Linked DNA regions of Mus musculus: region 2 is linked to region 1. Evidence: chromatin contacts called from public Hi-C data. All regions are on one chromosome and are shown on one strand. The core of a region is the stretch at or near the end of the contact, and the rest is flanking DNA. Distances in the headings are between cores, read along the strand shown. Region 1 holds the start of Aldh8a1 (aldehyde dehydrogenase 8 family, member A1). Region 2 has its middle 8.0 kb from the start of Gm33728.

The links. A called contact is a pair of places that touch in the nucleus more often than the background predicts.
Region 2: a contact with region 1 is called in a Hi-C map of the G1E-ER4 cell line, with 3 times the contacts expected there. The contact joins the enhancer-like site here to the promoter of Aldh8a1 in region 1. A contact is called at or near these places in 7 of 39 promoter capture datasets (embryonic stem cells, liver and stem cell-derived epiblast-like cells), 5 of 484 Hi-C or Micro-C datasets (the G1E-ER4 cell line, embryonic fibroblasts and liver) and 1 of 9 other capture datasets (embryonic stem cells).

Annotation. Positions count from the first base shown.
Region 1 is chr10:21,375,835-21,379,539 of GRCm38.p6, reverse strand. It overlaps Aldh8a1 (aldehyde dehydrogenase 8 family, member A1), which reads right to left and starts at 2,240. Exons shown (of 7, transcript NM_178713.4): 1 at 2,062-2,240. The coding sequence starts at 2,199.
Region 2 is chr10:21,258,358-21,262,192 of GRCm38.p6, reverse strand. No RefSeq gene overlaps it. Among named protein-coding and RNA genes, the nearest start is that of Gm33728, 8.0 kb to the right of the region's middle. Within about 2 kb of position 1,767, at least 14 of the 459 cell types and tissues checked have an H3K27ac peak or open chromatin away from gene starts, as enhancers often do. A contact at or near this core is called in the G1E-ER4 cell line and liver, where this site is marked.

The DNA.
Region 1 (3,705 bases), core at 991-3,490:
GAGAGCTGCAGAGCTGACAAAAGTGCAGCCCGCTGCCTTCACCCGGGCAGCTTTTCCTTTTACAGAGAAAGCAACTATGGCCTGAGCCAGTTGGGCTGAATGGGGATCTAGGAGGGGCTGAGGCTACATCTCAAAGGGATTGATTGAGAGGCAGCCACTACACACACACACACACACACACACACACACACACACACACACTGCCACACCAGCAGCATGTAGTTCTAAGGTAGGTCAGATGCTCAACTTGCAAACTCAGAGTCAAATCCATAGACAGGAGCTGGGGGTCAGGAAGAGGAGCACGCACAATCTTTACCAAGGCATCTAAAATGCAGCCTTCAAGTAATTTGGAAAGAGTGATTTTAATTTTAAAAGAGGAGAATTCTCAATCATTTCCCAAAGAACATATTGTTTTTTTATCTAGTGTGGGATAGGAAAGTTGTCTAGATGTGTCAAACTTCCAAAGCTCTTAATTAAGAGCTGACAGTTTATAAAGTCAAGTCTTCACTGTGTGATCACGTCCTACGGCTGTCCCTGGCACTTGAAGTGACTAGCTCATCTCCTAACTCTACACCCCAAGTGCTGAACCCCTGTGAAAAGATCTTTTTGACCTCCATCAGAGTCTTGACCCACAGGCTGAGAACCACTGTTATAGCATAAGTTTCCTCGCCCTACCCATGATAGAGGCTTCTGTTGGAACGGGAGTGTGGGGCTCCCAGGGTAAATAAGCAGATGCCCTCTTGTGGCCAAAACGTGATGCACTCAGAATGCATCTGAGTGCTTTTCTGCCCTCCTGTATGGTTCAGATTAAGTCTACAGGTTGTACTATCTCAGTTTGCACTGCATGCAAGCAAGCGCGCTCGAGCAAGCACGCACACACACACACACACACACACTCACACAGGCCCAAAATTCGGCACATATCTTGTAAAATCAACAAAGACACAGCTTTTGTGGAACCCAAAATATTTGCAAACTGGATTGCTGAGAAAATAAAACATACATATTACTGGAAAAGCAAAAGCAAATATGTTTTATTCTATTTCCTGAAGAAGTGCCAGCCGGTACCACACTCCACCTGCATCTCCTCACTTTGGAAACACCAGGAGATGGAGAAGAGAAGCCTTGGTCTCATGCAGTTTGGGTCATTGGAAGCAAGCAAAATTGCTGGTTACAATGTAACTAACAAGTTACCCAATATTCTTAAACTTTAGTACAGAGTCTAAAGTTGTTTTTTTCCTCTAGAAGACAGATTTAAAATTTACCAGTGAAGAAAAAAAGTTGAATTTTTGAAGAAAAAACTTGGCATATAAGATATATTTATATAGGAAGATTGGAATTATATTATAATCGAGTTGTTTGTGCCTTGAAAAGAATAAACAATGGGCGGTTTGCATTTGGTAACCACACACACATCAGTCACTCAGCACACCAAACATTTTTTATTCTCAGTGCAATAATTCATAACATTAAATATATCTCAAGCATTTTACAAAATTCCCCAAGTGACTTAATTCTTCATAACTAGAAAAGAAAGAAAAAGGAAAGAGAAAGGGACATGAACCCTCATTTTTTAAGTTGTTAAGTTTAATGAAATGACATGAGAGTTTAATTTTCAGCTTCATTACTCAAATAACTGGCTTTATTAGACTGGGTATTCTCAGAGATATGAGGAACTATCAGATGATGGTCTAAAATAAAGTACTGGGCTTTTGTTTTGTTCCCAATTTAAGTTTTCAAGATTTATTTTTATAAACCCATGGAGCCAGTGGGCACTTTGTAGAGAGAAGGATGCATTTCATATCGTAAGAGTTCTCTATAACTATTACAATCTGTCTGAGAATTACAAACATTAAAACCACTGTTCCCACAGCTAACAACTTTCTCTTGAACATAGTAAACTCAGAGCCATTCCAGCTCAGACCAGTCCATTCATATGATAAACTACCTTATAAAATGCTACATTTTCCTTCATCCTCTCCCCTTTAGTTTTAGAAAATGGTTGTCTACAATTTGTCAACACAGTAAATACGTTTTAGTTTCCCAAGTGAATAGACTTACCTCTTCTTTCCCACTGTTTGGAACTTTGCAATAAACTTCCCCTGTTGATGGATCGTAAGAATCTATATATGAGTTACAGGGTAAAAACTTCCCACCTATAAAGTTCTCCAACATCAAAAGTTCCCTTTTTCCAGCCATGTTAGGAAAGTGCCCTCTGTGTACAGCAGCCCTCTGTGACTGCCCTCAGGACTTTGGACACCCTCATCTCACCCCCAGGCCCAGTGTCCTCATTTGCATATCCGAACCTGGGAGGAGGAGACCCGCTGCGCTTCAGAACTTTCCTGATTCCAAACTCGGATGGTTCTTGAAGGCAACTCATGGTCCATTCTGAGAAATGGGCACTGCATTAAACTAACATCAAGTTACATATGTACAATGTCTTCAGATTGTCCTTTCATATCAACTGTGTGTGTGTGTGTGTGTGTGTGTGTGTGTGAGATGATTTTATCGGCACTGCACCATAAGTGCCCACTGTTTAAACACGAAGTGCAAAGCATAAAGAAAATTGGCTCCACAGAATATTGTCCCATGCAGCAATCCTTACTTCCTCCTTTCTAGGGAAGGCATTGAGCCTCTGGAAGGTTACACAATGTGGCCAAGGTCACACATGAACACTCAAGTACTGACAGGAAATGAGAAGAAACTTTAGCTACATTTACACCTAACAGCCTGTGAGTCCATCTCAGGAGGATGCATCCATGTCCCTGTAGGGACTGGCCACAGGAGCAAGGGAGCCGTCTTCACTACCCGGCAATGCCGTGGTTTGAACGCTCAGAATTCGGGCACGTTTAACCCTCCAGTGGCAGTGTTTAAGTGGGCACTCCTGGAGTTAAGGTGCTGCTCACGGCCTCGGTGGTGCCTTCGAAACAGGCTATGGGTCATTTGTGCCTTCTGCCGCAGGAGCACAGCTGCCCTGCCTGGTGAGGAAGTGGCAGAGGCAGGGGATATTTACCATACACAATCTCCTCACACCAACATCATGGGCTTCCCAGTCTCCAGAACAACAAGAATTCAGGTTCTCTCAAGTGATCGATTTTCAGTTATTCTGTCACAGCTGAACAGACCAGCACATGGCCTCTGAGAGGACAGGACACACCACCGTTCACTCTGCTGAGGCTCCATGGATAACCAAACTCTCTTGTGCATCATAGCGCTTGTTTTGTATTTTGCAAGTAACCCTCTGAAGGTCTTGTTCCTTCTGTTCTCCATGTTGCTATCTCCCCATCCTTCCTGTACTTCACGTCTCCACCTACTGACGGCTGTCTGTCGTCTTTGGCGTCCCATTTTCACCACAGTGCATTTGGTGAGAATTTGTTCTTAACCGTGACTGGAAGAGGCTGCTTTTCTACCACTGGCTTTGTCTTTCACCAGTTGTGGAAATGTTTTGGCTGCTGTATTGCTGTGTTTCCATTCTCTGTATTTCTACCTTGTAGAATGTTTAAAATGTAAAGAGAGCATCTTCAATTTCTTACTGACCATGAATCTCCTCCCTCCCTGTCTCTGTCTTTCCCTCCCTCCCTCTCTCCCTCCCTCCTGGCCAGCTTCTTCCCCCTCCTCCTTTGACTCTGAGCTACACTCTCCAAATCTTGCCTCTACTCTCTGTCCGTCCCCCAGCCCCACAACAGGGCTCCTATGGAGCTGACT
Region 2 (3,835 bases), core at 518-3,017, 120 kb after region 1:
TGACCCAGACTACTCCCTTAGTAACATCCCTCCTTTTCAACCTTATAAATGGAAGCCCCGAACAATACCTGGGGCTCTTAAATACTCTTAAAATCCTCTTGTTGCACACTGTCAGCCTTCATAGTGTATCTATCTGTAATCCATTACTTTGCTCTGAGTACTTCTTTTGTTTCTTTTGTAAAGCCTTCTGAGCCCTGTTTTCAACTCTTTGGATCAGAGGCCCAAAACCTGGAAACACCTGTCTCAAACTCACCTACACACCAGAAACATCGCCCTACACTAGAAAGCACACAGGGCCAAACAAAGGACTATTCAGTTATCTGACAGATTGCTCAGGGGTTTTTATTATCTCTGAAACCTGAATTTGTCCTTTAGTTATATAGAATGAGTTAGCAACTTTACCCTTAATATGTAATTGTCCATCAATTTATATTTATTTTTCATTTCAAACTTGTATTTGATTAAGATATAGAAATAGAATTACCTTTCCTTTTTTTCCTTTAGTATATCAGGAGACAAAAATCATGACAATTTAAAGATTAAACTTGACTTTATTTTGGTTTCTAGTGATGTGTGTTCTTGGAGTGTGAACAGGGTCTCTCTCAGCTCTTACTGGACTCAACCTGGGGAGCTGGTCACCAAAGTCACCCTGAACCAATAGCTTTCAAATTCATTGTCCCACCACGAACACAGGAACGAGTAAAAGGAGGAGGCAGAGCAAGCATAGGTTTGTTAAGAAATCTAAGAACGTAACCCACCCACCATTTATTCCTTCCTTCCTTCCTTCCTTCCTTCCTTCCTTCCTTCCTTCCTTCCTTCCTTCCTTTCTTCTTTCCTTCTTTCTTTAACAGGGTCACACTACATACCTCTGGTTGGCCTGGGATTCACTATATAAACTCACAGAGATCTGTCTGTTTCTTCCTCCTAGGCACTGAGTTTGAAGGCAAACAAAGCCCCCATCAAGCTCTTGTTTATTTTCTATGTCCACCAAATTCTCGCCTTGCAGACAGGAAATTTTTTCTACCTTTCCATGCCTTCCTGGAGCCAATTTAATTATGGCTCCACATTGGCACCATGAGAGCTCACCCAGGAAACAAAGGGGTCCATCATTGAAAACTATTAATACAGTAAATAAGAAACTCGTCAGATAGTCAAGAAGTTTCAAAAAATCAAAATAGAACATGGAAGCCACACAGAGGAGAGTAGTCCCAGAAACTGTTATTTTAAAAACAAAATCCCAAACATTCAATTCACCAAAATGAAGATATAGGAGCCAGATACTGTGATAAAAGCCTGCTAGCTCAGAGAAGCAGAGAAAACACCCAGCTGACCTTCCTACTCCACCAGCATCCCGAAAGGAAAATGTTCCCTCTCCTTCTTTTCCATGCTATCTTAAATACCCTCCAACTCAAAGACACTCCTCCCTCTATCCTGGATTTTCTTATGTTCACTCTCTGTCAACCGTTGCTTGCTCTGCCTCTTAACCTATAGTTAACTTTATTTAGCTCTTCTTTACAGAAAGCTCTTGGGCTATAGGTGTATGCTAGGGCTGAGACACACCACAACAAGAAACACATTTTTTTCCAGTTCACAATCCAGGGTTCACAATGTGATCAAATGTCCTGCAACAGGAAACCACCACCCAAAAGCTGAGCTGGTCAGAACCTCAAAGCCTAGCAAAGCTGGGGCTCAGTCTCAGAGCAGAGGCCCTGCCTAGCTGCTACAGGTCCCCGGAGCCCAAGGGAACTGGAACTCAGACCTAAGGCAGAAGTGCTGCCTACCTGGTTGGGCACATGTGCCATGAGCTCAGCTTCATCTTGGACTGTACTTACTGCGGGGACTCAGAAATAGCTTAAAACAAAACAAAACAAAACAAAACAAAACAAAACGTGTTTACTGTGCTTATGAGATGGCCAATAAAACCCATGTTCATCAGTGATTACAGCCACTATTATAGTGTTTTCTTCCTGGTCTGTCAGGGTCCTTTCTTCCTCTCCCGCTCTGCCTTCTCTCCTTCTCTTCTCTCCAACCCCTTACTTCTCTTCTCTCCAGTCCTCTTTCTTCTCCCTTCCCCTCTCCTCTTTCTCTTCCTTAGCCTCTGTCTCTCTGTCTCCTTCCCAATGCCCAGGAGCTCAAAACAGAGATATATGCCACTAAGTACCAACCCAGAAAGAATGAAGAGAAAAAAAGTTACCCCTAATTTTTAATTGCTAGCTTAAGAAAAGACAACTCTAAACAGGGTGAAGGCACCATTTCCACATGGATTGTTACAGAGTTCAAAGTCTCATAAGTCAAGATGGGTCACCAGCTGTACAATAGACTATCCCTGCTATCACAGAGATACAGAAATTGTCACCACACGATGATGAAAGTTTGTTGCACATAGTGACAGTTCCCACCCAGTGAGATAAAGCCAGTGTGTCAGGGTTAGAGACATAGTTTAGAAGACATGTTCTTCCACAAATACTAGATCCTTCCCTCATTGGTGTGCGTGTGTGTGTGTGTGTGTGTGTGTGTGTGTGTGTGTTTTGTTGTTGTTGTTGTTGTTGTTTTACTAGGGATTGAACCTGGGGCTTTATCCTGTGCATGTAAAGCAGGCGTTTTAATACTGATCTGTAACCTAGAGGTTACATTTTGATATCATCAGGTTGTTCATTAACTAGCTATTGATAGTTTCTGATTATAATATAAACTCTTGAGTGTGATTCTGAAACATCTGTATGTACTCACTAATAATACAATAATATATACCCCTGATAGAAAAAATGGTTTGTTTAAACTATATGATGATTCAACTAGGCATTGCAAGCTGTGTCACATGTGGAAAACACAAATCACAAATATTGAAAGTAATTTAATGATGTTCACCGAATCCCTTTAGGGTCATTCACCTCTTGAGTGTGGAACTATGAAAAATCAACAATTCAACTTATGTTTTGCTACTTAAAAAAAAATGAGGTGTCTAAAACAGAAGAGAAATTGGGTCACCAGATTCTATCCATAAATTTCACTTAAAACCTTTTATCTTAAATTAAATTAAATACTGCTTTATGGATACTCCTTGTAGTTAGAATCTTTAGAAGTTTTATTGATACTAACGAACATTAATCGTCTAATCATGCCTCAGATGCACACAAGTGGTGTCAAGTGCAGAGTGCTTTTAAATGCCTTGAAAACCACCACTACATATGCTCAAGAGCACCCTGCAATACTGCAGTATATTCTTGCTACTGTGATTCACAGTAGTATGTTTTAGATCAATATGTGAATATATGTAAGTGGCCCACCTGGTCAATATTTCTGCCTGTCTAATTATTTACACTCTAAGTATAAACTAAGCATGACACATTTGCTGCGAACAGCAGTGCTTTCTGTGGAGAAATGTTTGTAAGCTTTGCGACATGGTCTTCAGGATGCCTGTGCACAGTAAGAGTGGCTGGTGGCTTTGTTTGTTTGGTGAGGTTTTTTTTAGACAGAGTTTCTCTGTATAGCTCTGCCTGTCCTGAAACCGTGTAGACCAGGCTGTCCTCGAACTCAGTTCCGCCTGCCTCTGCCTCCTGAGTGGTCGGATTAAAGATGTCTGCCATCACTGCCTGCCTTTATTTATTTATTTAAGCTATTATTTTTAAATTGGAAAACAAAGTTTGCAAAACACTAGAGAGAAGAAATAATGAGTTTTGTTTAAAATTGTTTTGAAGATTTTTTAAATGTTATTAATTTGAAACATGGAAGATTTGTGTGGCATAAAATTTACATGGAAAAAAAACTATGCCTGGGAGTTGAAAGTATGGTTCAGGCACAAGGATACACACACACACACACACACACACACACA